Linked DNA regions of Mus musculus: all the other regions are linked to region 3. The links are chromatin contacts, called in public HiChIP or PLAC-seq maps. All regions are on one chromosome and are shown on one strand. The core of a region is the stretch at or near the end of the contact, and the rest is flanking DNA. Distances in the headings are between cores, read along the strand shown.

Region 1 (2,700 bases), core at 115-2,614, 320 kb after region 3:
GAAGGGAATTGTTATAGGGGTTGACTGAGAATGGGGGACAGTGATCAAGATGTAAAGTGAATACATTTTTTAAAGTTCCCCTATTTCTCTGTTGTGTCCGGCCAGCAGATCACAGGTCTGGGTTCTAGCCTAGAAAGGCATTTTGGAAACCTGGAAGAGAAGAGGGGCTAGGCGGCGCGAGATAATGATGGAGCTAAGACAGTTATCCATATCAAAGCTCAATTTTACTATTCTGCACACAGTTATGAAGCAGGGGAAGGGGGCCCAATTCCCGACAAATAATCTTGGAGTAAGGTTACAGGTGAACACATGATGGCTTCGGAACAGCAAAGCCACAAGCTCCAGCAGTGGGCGTGGCAGAATGATTGAGCAGCAAGCTCCACCCCTGAGCAAGCAGGTTTCAGGCTGGGGGAGGTTACATCTCCTCCCTGTTGTTAATAATAAAAAAGAAAAGAAAAGGCTTGCCTGAGGCAAAAAAAAATTATCTATACTCAATAGTTCTGCCTAAATTCTTAGGGCTAAAGAAAAAGCCCGTCTCCGTGGAATTTCCTAACTTTTCTTATGGTAAACCGTGTCTGGATAAGACTGTCCTTTCTGTCCTAGTAAACAACTAACAGAATAGCCCTGGGCTGTAGTCTCTGACTTTATAATGCTAATTAGTACTGAATAGGTAACTTTCTAGTTGAATTTTAAGTAGGGCGTTGGAACCCTGGCGAAAGTTGACTGTATGAATTTGAAATGCACTTTATTATGAATAACACTGAGTGGCTATTCCTCCGCATTTTTGGATGACAGGCGGGGAACAAGGAGAAGGGGGTTATGACTGGCTCCGTAGTACAAGGCCAATTGGCTTTTTTAGGGTGGGAGGCTGTGAAGGGCTTGCCCTTCCAACAGTACAGTCTCTAACCTCTCCCCCCCCCCCATTAATTAAGTTTAATAAGGCCATGCTTAACTGAGGTGATCAAATGATTTTCTCATCCGTAGATGAGTGGGCTTTTAACCTTGGCTTGGGTGGAAATTGACCTGATTCCTCCCATGGGTGCTGTCACGACCCACACCTGTGGCTTTTGGCTAAAATAGGAGCTGGAAGTCATCCTCCTCATCTCTGTTATTCCCACAGCCTGAGGAACTAAGGGGACCTTGCAGTAACAGCAAGGGTGGAAAACCAGAGGCCAGCTAAGGGACTAAGCCTGTCTATCAGAATAAAAACCAATCTCTTTTAGTATTAGAAATATCTGCCTTTTTTAGCCCTCTTGGTAAACCTAAATTTTAACTTAGACCGAAAACCACGGTGCTGGAATGTCCTTGAAATGAATATAACAGTTGCCACCTGTATGCTCTCGAGGGCGGGAATGTACGCCCTCAGGGGCGTGGATATACGCCCTCGGGGGCGGGGGATGTTCACCCGCTTCTGTCAGGCCAGAGGATGTTGATTGACCTGCTTGAAAAAAAAAAAAAAAAAAAAACAAGATCTAGGCAATGAGAAAGTAGCAATGCACATCCTCTTTGGGGAAGTCCAGGTACTTTATTCAGTTGCAAATTAGCAACGCTTAAGCTCAGAAGGCCAGAGACTCTCTGGAAGTGGGGGATGTGCTCTGAATTAACTTTGCTAGGTAATTAAGAATATAGGAATCTCTAATATTGGACTGAATATTCGACCAGTCTAAGATTGAGTTAGAATGACTGGTCACACTGAAGAAAAGAGAAAAATCATTATGACTCTATTAAATGACTAATCTCACTAAGTCAGAATATACAGTCTCTGATGTACTATTGCCATAAAGTTAAAAGGCTAGTCTAAACCGGAAAAATGGCAAGCAAGGATGGATCTAAAACATGAATCTAATTTAGTTTCTTAGTCATTTCAATCAGGACACTGAGTCAACTTACCTGCCAGCTTGTCACACGAATTAACCAATATGCTTTTGCAGCGTTCTGTGGAGAGAACCTGTTTTTCCCTTTCCTAATAAGGTAGCTGTTTTAGGATCAATCTATAAGCCAATAAGTAGATCCTTTTAAGATACTATAAAGTATTTATTAAATTCTTTGACATTTAAATTTCAAATTTTGAAAATAAAGGTATGATTTAAATAGTGTGCATGGGAATGCACTAAATACCATGTATGGGGATACAATTTTTCTCTTTTTTGTCTTTAAAGAAGTTAAATTTTTAAAGTTTCACAATATCTAACCTTTTGAATTAATAACTTGTTGAGAAAACATTTTAAATACTTGGCTGTAAAGGGGCAGTGACTAATTGCACTTCTAATCATTTTTCTTAAGGAGCGGTTATAACTAGAAAGCTTGAAAAGTTATTAAGAGTCACATGTGCATTATTTATTTATTTATTTATTTATTAACTAGAAATAAGAGCATTTATTTGTAGCAAATTATTAAGTAAAAGTCCTCAAGAATTAACACTATTATGTGGAAACAAGTAGTAACTGAGGACACTAAAAGGAAAGAATTATACATGCACAATTTTTAAGAATACGAAAATATTATCTTAAGCCATGACTGTTATGAATATATAAAGAATGAGGTTATATATCTAATCTATTTTATATGGACGGCCTATAGACTGTCTGAGATATAAATTTATCTTGGCATTGTTTTAAAAATGTCCAGGCAGTTAGGACAATTTAATAAATGTCTAAAAACCACCTTCTTAAAAGGACAGCATTTTTTCTATGAGTTGTA
Region 2 (2,700 bases), core at 196-2,695, 490 kb before region 3:
TAATTCATTAGGTTACCTCCAGCAACCTACTTCTTTCTTGCAAGCTTTAGCCCTAAGTGTCCTGCCACCTCCCCAAATAATATCAGTTAGGTATAGTGTTGAAACATGAACTTCTGAGACAGATTTTTGCATTCGAAATAGAACATGTTCTGAGCGGATCAATGTTACCCCTGTACTGGTGGGCTAATTAAGAACTTTCTATTTCCCTCTTAGCTTTTTATTTCCTTTTAGCAAGAGGGAAGGTCAGAGAACTTCCTGTGCTGTGAAAACAACAAGGAGGATGAGTGGAACCATTTGTCCTTAGACACAGTGGTCAGAGACAATCTGAGTTAGGGTCTCTATTTCTGTGATAAAACTTCTACAGGCAACTTGGGGAGGAAAGGATATATTTTGCTTGCAATTTATAGTTTATCATCCAAGGAAGTCGGGGCAGGAACACAAGGCAGGAAGCTGGAGGCAATGCAGAGGCCATGGAGGGATGCTGCTTACTCATCATGGCTTGCTCAGCCTGGTTTCTTATAGAACCCAGGATCACCAGTCCAGGGATGAAATTTCCCACGGTGACTTAGGCCCTCCAACATCCAATCGCTGATTAAGAAAACACTCTAAAGGCTTGCCTTCAGTGTGATTTTATGGATATATTCTCTCAATTGAAGTTCCCTCATCTCAAATGACTACAGCATGTGTCATGTTGACACAAAAGCTAGCCAGTCCAGAAACCCAGGAGCTCCATCTGCTCTGCCAGGTTTCGCCTCTGTCCACCTGACTTCTGAGCCTCACTACTCTCTTGCCTCTCCTTTTTTCTCCTCCCTTTTCTCCCATCTATGGCTATCATGGGCCAGAGAGTGAAATGGGGGCTCTGGAGAAATTATATCTGCAGACCTTAAAAAAACCTGGATCAGGGAATGAACAGGCAGAGACAAACAAAAGATCATGGGACACTACTCTTGTCAAGCCAAATGTAATCACGTTTACCCAGGACATAAAGAACATACAGAGAGGCCTCCATAATTTAAGATTAGACATGTAAATACACCCCAGACATGTAAGAATAGATTAGGTAGCACATCTAGACTCAGACACAGAAATACACATCCGTACATTCATCTCAGAAATGACCTTTCAGGTATTAAAAGCGTACAGCACACCCGCAGTCTCTTGTCCCAGTAAGTGAACAGACAAAACTGAGCTGACAAGGGCACACCCACCTCCATAAAACAAGAAGCATCACTCCCAGTGCCCTTTTGTCCTATGTATCTGTTTCATGGTGTCCTTGCCAACATCTACAGTGAGGGTAAGGGAATGAGGAGTGAGCAGCCAAAGCAGGGAGTTGCTATGGCTCCTCACGCTCTGGACAATGAGAGACAGGAGGCGGGAACAGCTGAAGTTGCATAACTGAGTGGAGAGGCGGGGCCAGCATAAAAGATCCTGCTGGAGCGTGGAGTGAAGTCAACATTGGTTAGACCAGGACCATGGAGCCCAGTGTCCTGCTCCTCCTTGCTCTCCTTGTGGGCTTCTTGTTACTCTTAGCCAGGGGACACCCAAAGTCCCGTGGCAACTTCCCACCAGGACCCCGTCCCCTGCCCCTCTTGGGGAACCTCTTGCAGATGGACAGAGGAGGCCTCCTCAAGTCTTTTATTCAGGTGAGAACAATATGAGGTCTTAGTGTGGGTTTCCCCCTGCTTTTGTTTTCGGAGGTCACTCATCAGGAAGAGCAAGAGACTCCTTCCACGGTGTAGGTTCAGGTGGGAAGGTTGCTGAGGGGAGGGTGAGATGCTGATTTGTGGTGGATGGTACTCAGATAGACAGGCAAATCTTGCTACGTTGGAGTTGTGTGGGGGCACTTGTGCTTGGGCTTCGAGAGGCGTAGAGGCGTTGAGGTGTGAGCGTGCAGAATTTCACTCCTTGGAGCTTGTCTGTTCCAGAAGAGAAAGAAAAATATCAGAGGCATCAACATGAAGGCTTGCTTCTGCCAGCAAGAGATTAGCCTGAGGTGTTCTAGGACAAAGGGGAAGAGAGGCAGAACAGGAGGAGGGGTGGGTAGGAGTGTTATCAGTTTATTCCAGCCCCTGGCTTGGCACTGACCTATCAGTGTCTATATTGGTGCTTCACACACAGTGTTTCATGTTTAATTACCACTTGCTTACAGCATCTGTAATCAGCATCCGTGATCCTGCCTTTCATGAGAGAGCTGAGGTAGTGACTATAAGTCCCATCCCTCTGTTCTTCGCCGTAGCTGTGGAGATCACACTTTTGAACCTTGTATTTGTTACCACCTGGCTTTTAAAAGATCCCTCCCCTTCCCAGCACTAGTGGCAAATCCAGTTATATTAACTTATTTTTTGAGATGGGGTCTGTCCCTGTTTTTATTTTTTTTTTATTTTTTATTTTTTTGGTTTTTCAAGACAGGGTTTCTCTGTATAGCCCTGGCTATCCTGGAACTCACTCTGTAGACCAGGCTGGCCTCGAACTCAGAAATCCACCTGCCTCTGCCTCCCGAGTGCTGGGATTAAAGGCATGGGCCACCACGCCCGGCTCCTGTTTTTATTTTTTAGGTTGGTTCCCAACTCATGATTCTCCTACCTTAGCCTCTGGAATGATAAGTGTGTCGCCACACACTGCCACACATGTTTTAAACACATGCCTCCCATGTGTGAGGAAAGGTCAAGCCAACATCCTACCTGATTTATTTTAAGAAAT
Region 3 (2,921 bases), core at 318-2,817:
GAATAATTTTTGAACAACTTGACTCTCCCAATTCAAGAAGCAGAGAGCACTCTGGGAGCATTATTTTCTGTAGCAAACTGCTCAAAACATTTTGTGTTGGCAGCCTCTTCCTCCAATCATTGCACAAGTTTGTCCTGAGTTCCAAGTCAAATTTCAGGTAATCAAATCCATCCAGAACAAACAAGATTCTCTTTGGATTGGATAAAATGTCATCCAGTGTCTCAGAACACTCAGGCAATTTACTTGAGATAAGCTCAGCTAAGCTTAACTCTGTGGTATTGTTAAGTGAGAAGACAGAGAAGAAGAAAACATACTGAAACCGGTTCTGCAGTAAAACTCCTGATGCCCAATCCAACATTGCTTTTCTTAAAAAAACTGTTTTTCCTTTTCCTCTAGTACCTAATACAACTGCAGTAGCTGGGTCTGACTCAGAATCAAATATGTCCAGTAATGCTTTGTATTGACGATCTATAATGGTGTTGTAGCTTCTATCAGGCATATAAGTGTTGGTCTCAGATGTCCATATGTATTGAAATAAATTCTTCATAAACTCTTTGTATTTATTTTGTTTATCTGGGTTTGATGAAATCAGAATACAGGGCAATTAGGAATAGAATAGTCCTAAGAATGAATCAGAGTATCTCCTAAATACATGTCTAATGAATAATCTATACTTCTGCATGACCATGGGTTCTGAGGTGAGCAAATAAAAGGAAAACCACCCTCACCTTCTCCTGCAATAACTTCCCATTTCAATTCCTGTGAACCTGGTGTAGGTTTTTCTTTCCCACTGAACTACAAACAGAATGGTTAGGGCCCCACCCAACCCTAACCACCCAACCAGTTCTTTCTATACCCACATCTCTAGGTAGAAAATACTATTGCATACAATTCGTTCCATGCTGGGCCTCCAATCCCCATGCTAGATATGGCATATGAACATTCAAGGCCAATAGAAAAAGGAAGTCCTCAGAAGGCAGGGACAGTTAAAAGAATGAAAAACCTGGATCCCCTCTAGAGTCAATTGTATGTAGGACTCCTTCTCTACCTGACAACTCTATAGTACCAATAAACTTTGATTTCACATTCCCTAGAATTCTTCCTGCTTTTACATGCTTTAATTCACAAAGAGAAATAACTAGTCAGAATTATCTTGGTACCCAACATGGGTCCCTCACTGCAGACTCTCAGTTGGTGGTTTTCTCATATCCATGGTTATATTTCATATATTGTCTTTAAAAGCTTTGTGACCAAACTTATAACTCACCTCTGAACAGCAGCTACTGTAAAGCATGAATTCTGTGTATTTATCGCATTTCAAATTTACAAAGGGGCATGGTACCTCCCAGGAAAAAAATCTGTAAGTATTTCATTTTTACATGTTTTTATGAGGTACGACTCAGATTGTTTCTATTTAGTCTAAAATTTTCCTAACTTGTAGCCTCCCTCAGCCCTGAAGCAGGCTGATCCAGACTTTGACCTTGCTGCTACTAAGGAGATTACCTAGGGTGGAACCTTCCAACCTAGATGGCTCTTTTGTTCTGTCACCTGCCACTGCTCTCTGCAAGACACTGCTATCTGCTGAGAAGCACCTGAGATATTCCAGAGGAATATCCTATCCTGCATGTCGCGTACAGGCTGGCTCCAGACACCAAGAATGGACTGGCAGGGGATGGATGGGCCTTCCCCCCCTTGTAAGCACACTCTCTTAGTAAACTGGCGGGCCTTGAACAGAATCATGTCTTGGTCTCCAATAATCTCTCACCGTCTAAGTCTCTTTCAGCCCCAGCCTGCCTCCCAGGAGTACCCGGTTCAAGTAGGTCACAGGCTGCCATACAACAGATTGGCGTCTGAGCCAGGGACCTTGGGAATGGCGGGAAAACACTGAGGGAATTGCTGTCTTGTATGGAGCTCCAAGGGAAGGAAAGAATCAGAGATCGTATTGGCATGGTGAGCAACAGGTATTTACGCTAGCGCTGGCTTTAAACTTCATTTTTAAAAAAAAGTGTTGCTGGAGGTACGGAAGGATACGGGCTAAGTTTGGAACAGTGCTAACCCGGCACTTTTTCCATTTAGGATTTGACAGTGAAATATGTGTAGGACTAGAAACTGTGAATCAGGTAGTTGTCTGCAGCTTTTAAAAGCTGTTTCAGGCGAGAGGAATAGGGTTTAAAATGATGAAACAGGCAGTTGTCCACAGTCGAGAACTGCATCAGGCTAGAGGAATAGGGCTTAAAATGATGGAGTAAAATATATAGAGGAAAATGGATTTTGAAACTCTCCCAGAGACAGAGAGAATTTGAGGGAAGCCCTGCTTTATTCTCTCTGCCTCTACAGCAGAAGTTCTCTGGCCTCTTTGTGTTGTCTAATGTCTGGTGCACCGATTACGTGTCGATTCATGTGTGTTTTGTTTCATTGTCTGAATGACTGAATGTTCTGTGTTTCATGTTGGAAAATAAAGATGGCTAAAACTTTATCTGCTGGTTTAGCAAGAGAGTGGCCACGCTTTAGCCAGGATCAGGCACAGCAGGAGAACTCCAGCTGGAAAAACAGTTTTTTGAGAAAGGGAGTCTGCAGCCTCTTAGTTTTGGGGCAAAAAAGCTGATAGATGGTTTTTTGCCTGGAGGGTTCTCTGCAATTGTGATTAATGTGTTTAGCAAATGACAAAGTGCTTTTTTATCTTATAATTATAGCTAAAAAAATTAAAATTCTTTGATTGGTCTAAATTTGTAAGACTCGTGTAGCCGCTTCATTTGGTTTTTTTACTGGACTTAGAAGTGTAATATGCTCTGTGTGTCTTCATCGTAGAGTATTAGCTTATAAAGTTATTGGCTATGATAAAAAAAGGTGTAACACTGGTTACTAGAAAATTAGTTTTAAATTGGCAATTGTCTTTCAAACACGTGGCATGAAGCAGGCCA

The links. HiChIP or PLAC-seq counts read pairs in DNA pulled down with a chosen protein or histone mark.
Region 1: a contact with region 3 is called in an H3K27ac HiChIP or PLAC-seq map of embryonic stem cells, with 5 times the contacts expected there. The contact joins two enhancer-like sites. A contact is called at or near these places in 8 of 115 datasets of contacts at active chromatin or transcription factors (embryonic stem cells and stem cell-derived neural progenitor cells) and 2 of 9 other capture datasets (embryonic stem cells and liver).
Region 2: a contact with region 3 is called in an H3K27ac HiChIP or PLAC-seq map of embryonic stem cells, with 2.8 times the contacts expected there. The contact joins the promoter of Cyp2b10 here to the enhancer-like site in region 3. A contact is called at or near these places in 10 of 39 promoter capture datasets (the HPC-7 cell line, HPC-7-derived erythroid cells, embryonic stem cells and 3 more), 1 of 115 datasets of contacts at active chromatin or transcription factors (embryonic stem cells) and 1 of 9 other capture datasets (embryonic stem cells).

What each region holds. Positions count from the first base shown.
Region 1 is chr7:26,705,852-26,708,551 of GRCm38.p6, forward strand. No RefSeq gene overlaps it. Among named protein-coding and RNA genes, the nearest start is that of Cyp2b23, 21 kb to the left of the region's middle. Within about 2 kb of position 1,365, at least 10 of the 459 cell types and tissues checked have an H3K27ac peak or open chromatin away from gene starts, as enhancers often do. A contact at or near this core is called in embryonic stem cells, where this site is marked.
Region 2 is chr7:25,896,213-25,898,912 of GRCm38.p6, forward strand. It overlaps Cyp2b10 (cytochrome P450, family 2, subfamily b, polypeptide 10), which reads left to right and starts at 1,446. Exons shown (of 9, transcript NM_009999.4): 1 at 1,446-1,643. The coding sequence starts at 1,473.
Region 3 is chr7:26,385,309-26,388,229 of GRCm38.p6, forward strand. Nlrp9c (NLR family, pyrin domain containing 9C) reads right to left here. Exons shown (of 10, transcript NM_001042612.2): 3 at 1-573. Among named protein-coding and RNA genes, the nearest start is that of Nlrp9c, 17 kb to the right of the region's middle. Within about 2 kb of position 1,568, at least 3 of the 459 cell types and tissues checked have an H3K27ac peak or open chromatin away from gene starts, as enhancers often do. A contact at or near this core is called in embryonic stem cells, where this site is marked.